Regions from separate parts of the Macaca mulatta genome. Here region 1 is linked to region 2. Evidence: chromatin contacts called from public Micro-C data. All regions are on one chromosome and are shown on one strand. The core of a region is the stretch at or near the end of the contact, and the rest is flanking DNA. Distances in the headings are between cores, read along the strand shown.

The links. Hi-C and Micro-C count contacts between places; a contact is called where the count stands out from the background.
Region 1: a Micro-C map of CD4 T cells shows a contact between it and region 2, with 6 times the contacts expected there. The contact joins the promoter of PMS1 here to the promoter of ASNSD1 in region 2. A contact is called at or near these places in 5 of 14 Hi-C or Micro-C datasets (CD4 T cells, cortical neurons, fetal cortex germinal zone and 2 more).

What each region holds. Positions count from the first base shown.
Region 1 is chr12:94,778,193-94,780,892 of T2T-MMU8v2.0, forward strand. PMS1 (PMS1 homolog 1, mismatch repair system component) reads left to right here and starts at 1,335. Exons shown (of 14, transcript XR_013402080.1): 1 at 1,335-1,444. ORMDL1 (ORMDL sphingolipid biosynthesis regulator 1) reads right to left here and starts at 1,231. Exons shown (of 4, transcript NM_001266349.1): 1 at 1,130-1,231.
Region 2 is chr12:94,650,005-94,653,099 of T2T-MMU8v2.0, forward strand. ASNSD1 (asparagine synthetase domain containing 1) reads left to right here and starts at 1,508. Exons shown (of 6, transcript NM_001194770.3): 1 at 1,508-1,636. It overlaps ASDURF (ASNSD1 upstream open reading frame), which reads left to right and starts at 1,488. Exons shown (of 4, transcript XM_077957318.1): 1 at 1,488-1,636. The coding sequence starts at 1,493.

The DNA of each region.
Region 1 (2,700 bases), core at 85-2,584, 130 kb after region 2:
ATGCCGTTGACATAATGTGGTGTAAAATCTACATGGTCAAGGGATAATGTTTGTTTCTCAATTTTGTGATACATCTAGGTGAAAATAAAGAGTCTTCTGAATATTTCTCTAGTCAATTAAAAAACTTCAGTTTTCTTTCTTCTCTTTAAAAAAGTTTTTCCCATCTCCTTTCCATTTAAGATGGACTCCAAAGGAAGAACTGATAATAGTTACCAGTTCTTTTAATGATGGTGTTTACTTGGGTCTAAGAATTCCTTAAAATAAAACTGTCCTGAAGAACACCTATCATCCGAGGGAGGGGGAAAACGAGGCTAGATTACATTTGGAACAGTTGTGATTTTAAAATACACAAACGCTTGTATTACGGAGTTAGCATACGGAGAGGAACTTCTCTTTTCCCCATCCAGCAAGTGCTTCCAGAGTATAATGCTCCTTCCCCTCTAGAGACGCACAGAACAGGCATCAAGGGTTAAGGGGACGAAAAGTTAGTTACACTAAGACCGCGAGAGTCTCCAATTTGTATGTGTAAATCCTTCGTCTAAACACACATCATTTATCATACATTATTTTAAACTACTTAGAACATGCCAACACTCAAGATAGTTTTCCCACGTTCCACAGGATGGAGGCCTGAAATTTACATCTCAGCTGGAAGGCAAAGCTGGTGCGGTACTCATCCTATTCCAACCAGAAAACCTTTCCCCAGCAGGTTTGCCGCGCTGCCCCGCGACTGGTAAACAATGACCTTACAGACCGTGAAGAGGCCGTCGGCTCTGCCCTCGCCGGTGCCTCCGGAGACGGCGACCCGCAGCGGCCCCTCAAGGGAGTTCCCCCTGCCTGAGCCCTCTGGGACAGAGAAAACGCAGCAAAGGCCGCCGCTGCTACCACCTCAGCACCTCCCCCAACCCGCCCCTGCCTTCTCGCAGCCGCACGTCACGTCAGGACCCTGGCAAGACAGCGAAGATTTGCGTAGGGGACGAGCCTCTGAGGCCACGGCTCGCACGGCCACGCAGGGCGCCGCAGATGCAGCCGGACCTCACTTTTCCCTCTCAGGACGACCCTAGGCCGCCAGCAGTTCCCTACGGACGAAGGAGACTGTACAGCGTCCGTCGTGTTCGTGCCCACTTACCCGCCGCCCCACTCCCGGCCGCCGGCTCGCAGCAGGACCAGCCGGGCTGCTACGGCCGCGGATACACGCCCTCAGGCCGGGCGCTGCGTAGCTTGCGGAAGCGTTCACAGACAGACTCGCTGCCAGCGGATTGGCTGCGAGCAGCGCCAATCTTACGTTCCCCCCGGGCGAGACGGGACTAAGTGCCGCGCTCCTTGTATCCGCTGTGCCGCGCGCATGCTGGGTGCGAGTGCGGGGTCGGGCCTGCGCTCCGGGTGAGACGCTGGCTGCTTGCCGCTGGTGGATGGTAATTGCCTGCCTCGCGCTAGCAGGAAGGTAGTGTGGTATGACTAACGGGTATTTATTATATTCTCGAGGGCTTGAGGGCCCCCATCTCCTTTACTCGTCCTGGTCCGGGCGCGAACGCTGTAGTGCAGCTAAGGGCGCTCCCCGCGGGCGGGAAGCGAAGCCGGGCTTGCAGGCGCGTACACGTGGAGCGCGTTCTCTGAGCTGATCTGGGCTCGGGGTGTTCTGGCTTGGTCTTTGTTGCGGCCCATTCCCAGACCCTTCTGGGTGCAGGACTTAAAATTTGTTTTCCAGGCAGCAAATTTAACCCATGGCAACTGTAACTCATCTTGTGAGGTTGGCGGTTTATAGTATTCTATCCTGTGGCATCATACAAGGGGTGCAAGTTAAACTCTTTAAAGTTAATCACGATGTTTGCTCGTGGCCTTCTGGGTTTATCCGTACGCCCAAGACAGGCACCTGTATTACACATACTGAGGAAATGTGGATACCAAAAACTGATCCTGAGGAAAGTCTTGATTAGATTTTTTGGAATCGCCTTTGAAATGTAATTTCCCTCACCTTGGCAGTGCGGAAAGTTTGTGATCTTTATTGCCTAAATAGCTTTCAACATTTTGAAATTGACTTGAGAATGTTCGCTGTGTATGTCTATGTATCTTGAATTTCTGTTGGCTTTGTGAACTTGTTTTGGATTTAGTCGGATCTTTAAATAAATGATTTCTTTGTGTTCTCTCTAATGAAAGTCTGTGACTTCTCTGATCTTTACTTCTTTTTTCAGGCAGACTTGTTGTCCTTAACTGACTTTCCGGGTCATCAACATTCCTTCAGAAGTGTTCCTTTTCCCTCTCAGTAAATATGGAAGACTGACTATCCTGATATTCCCAGACATTCTTTGCTGTGATTTGTAAGCCCGATATAAACCATTCCACTTTTTCAAAAGCATTCATTTGGTACACATATGGTATAGAGTGCTATATTCCAGGGGCTATGCTAGGAATGTGTGATTGATATAAAATAAAACCCCTGTCCTCAAAGAACTCTGAGTCAGGAGGAACAGACAGAAACACATATTAATAGAATAACTTGTGATGAGGTTAATTAGAAATGAGGTAAAGGGGGACTGCAGAGGAAGGAATACCTACTCTGTTGACAGGTGAAGGAAAGGAGGCTGCAGCAGTGAAGAAAGGCTTTCTTGAAGAGCTGATACTGAACTAAATCTGGAGGGATGATTAGAAGTCAGCTGAGAGAGAGAGAGAACCATGTGAACTGAGGAAGGAGTGAGTGTC
Region 2 (3,095 bases), core at 258-2,757:
AGCTGTCCTCCTTCCCTCTCAGTGGACACAAAAGTAATTAATTAATTTGAGCTCACAAACGATAAACAAAAAGACTTACAAACTGGTGTCTCTTTCGCCTCTCTTATTTATTTATTTGAACGCCTGGCCTCAAGCAATCCTCCCACCTCAGCCCCAAGTGGTTGAGATTACAGGTTTGAGCCACTGCACCTATCTACCTCTCTACCAAGAAAGACTAGACGTCCATCATCCAACAGATACCACCAAATGGTTAGACCACAAAACCAAACTCCCAATCATTGCTGCTATCAATGCATCAGTAATGTATAAGTTATACCTGAATAGCTTATCAGGAATATACAAATCAGAAACAAAAACAAAATTCTAAAAATCAATTAAGAAGGAAAAATATATAACCACTTCGGATTTCTCTAAGAGCAAATAAAAAACATGCCTGGACTTAAACAACCCATGATGTATACATTTCTGTCGCGAGACAGTTTGATTCATCACATAAATCCACTTGGGCATCTCTGTGGAACCTTAAGATTTCCAATAATATAGTATAATTCTCAAAAACCTAAAATCATGTCTCTAATGTGAACATAAAACAAATACATGTCAAAGTTTTATTCAACTCATTAGTTAGTGAGGGAACCGATAAGACTTTAAAACCAATACAGAATATTAGAGAAGCTAGGCATATATTAATAAAGAAATGTTAGGACACAATTGCAGGGTTAGAGACAAAGCTGACGAATGTGTTACAGAACAATACATCATAACCTGTGTTGGTATCTGGTACACCAAAAAAATTATTTGCATCTCTACCAAACCAAAATCTCTACCAAAGTTAACCTTTGCCCCTAGAGAATTGTAAAACAGCCCAGTCAAGTCAACATAATAAAGTCAAGTTCAGAGCAGCACTGAAAGAACATCCAGTAAATAAATCTCTTTTGCCTATTTCCAAGTTTTAGTCATTTTTTTCCACGGAAGTGAGATATTGCAAATATTGCAGGGGACATAGACATACTAAAAAACTACGAATTCATCTGAAATTCATACTGTATTTTATCCGGCAACCCTAACCACGAGTTAACCAAAACTTTACCAAGTCTGTATAGTTCTATTGCCAACACAGTATCTCCTATGTTCCTCAACTTCATCTTTCCCTAGATAATACATATTATATTAAGAGCTATTTCTATTGCACGGCTATTCTTTACATGTACCACTGGAGGGCGCACATAACTCGTAGTATACTAGATAAGACGTCATGAAGAAACCACCTGAGCGTTTCTGCATCTCAACCACTAGAGGCCAGTACAGGAACCTCAGATTTTGCAACCAGACTGTTTACTCACGCCCTAAGCAGCCACGCGCAGGCGCGAAACTCCTCCCCAGGCCAGACACGGCCTGCGCATGCGTTCAAGTGAGCGCGCAGACGCTGTTGGTAAAACTCGCGGGAAAAGAAAGGGTGCGCGCGGCTGGAAGCGCGCATGCGCGGTGACTAATGCTCGAGGTTCCTTCAGGGCCGAGCATACTGCGCTTCTTGCGGTGGGTGGAAATGCCCAACCGAGGGACGCGCCCAGAGGACAGCCCTGTGCTGATCCCCACCGACAATTCGACCCCACACAAGGAGGATCTTAGCAGCAAGGTGAGTGTCAGACGCAATGAAAGGCTCCTGGACTTGGGACTGGGCGCCACAGGACCCTAAAGTTGGTCCGCAGGGGGCAGCGTGGGGCCTGCCCGGGACTCGGCTTTGCCCTGCTACTTTTCTCTTTTTATTCTTAGCACTTGACAGCTACAGTTAGTCCTTTTATTTTCTGAAAACAGTTGCGAAAAGGGAGATATTGAAATTTGCCCCGAGACACGACCCAGGTGGCAGCGGGGCGGAGTTCTGGTTGGGTGTTTTTAAACTTTGGGAAATACCGCCCACCCCAAATCTGTTCCATCGCAGATATTCTGCATCCGGTTAACCATGCCAGCAACCTGGGATCCATCCTTGACGCCCATCATGGAAGCCTATCAGTTCTACCTTTGAAACTCATTTCAAATATGTCCCTTTATCACCGTGAACACTTACCACCCCAAATAAGCCACTGTCATCTGCCATCGGGACCCCCGCCCCCCGCCCCCCGCAAGGGCTTCCTAACTGGTCTCTCCTCATCCACCTGTTAGCTGCTGCTTCTCCGTTAACCAAAGCAATGGTCCTAAAACACGCATTGGGTTGTCACTGTTATACCAAAAAGGGGGAGGGAGGAAGCCAATATAATATAAGCCTTAACTGCCATAAACAAACAAAACCTTTAAAGATAAATGGGGATGGGCAGGGTTATAGCCCTTCAGGTACTACATGTCCTAGATTCTACTTTGGTTCTGTCCCAAACTTGCAATGACATCTGGGCAAGTCTCTTTAATCTTTTTGTATCAGTTACCTTCTTTGAAGTAAAGTGAAATGTACACCTGTCATTCCTAAAATGGGAAAGCCCTGTACAAACGTTAAGTCTCAAAGAATGTTTACAAATTCGGCCTTGGAATTCAACCTCATTACCACAGCTCTGCCAACTGGGGAGACAGAAAGGTGCACACTCATGGGAATTGGGGGTGAATTTTCAAAAGACACACAGTCCATTCTGATTACCACCATTGCAAGCCCCTTACGCATACTGGTGGATACAAATCCCTGAGGTGTGTGAGGTAGCACAAATATTATAAAAGCTGCTTTTAGAGGCTCGTGTGATACTATGTAATTAGTCGTGTTCACAAAATAAATAGTTAAAGAGTTAAAAAGAAACTTAGTTTTCACCTTAGTTGAGCCCTCCCCTACAAATAAATAAAGCCCAGGTCAGCACTGTGGCCCAGGCCGGTAGTCCCAGATACTCGGAGGCTAAGATGTGAGAATCACCTGAGCCTGGGAAAATCGAGGCTGCAGTGAGCCGTCACCTCGCCATTGCACTCCAGCCTGGGTAACAGATCAAGACCCTGTTTGAAAAAAAAAGAAAACCAGTTCAACAGTGCCAGCTCCATGCTAGCCATTGAGCTAAAAAGGGAAAAATACAAAGATGGAACATGATAGGTCTTACTGTCCCCAAATAAGGCATTGCTTGATTTGA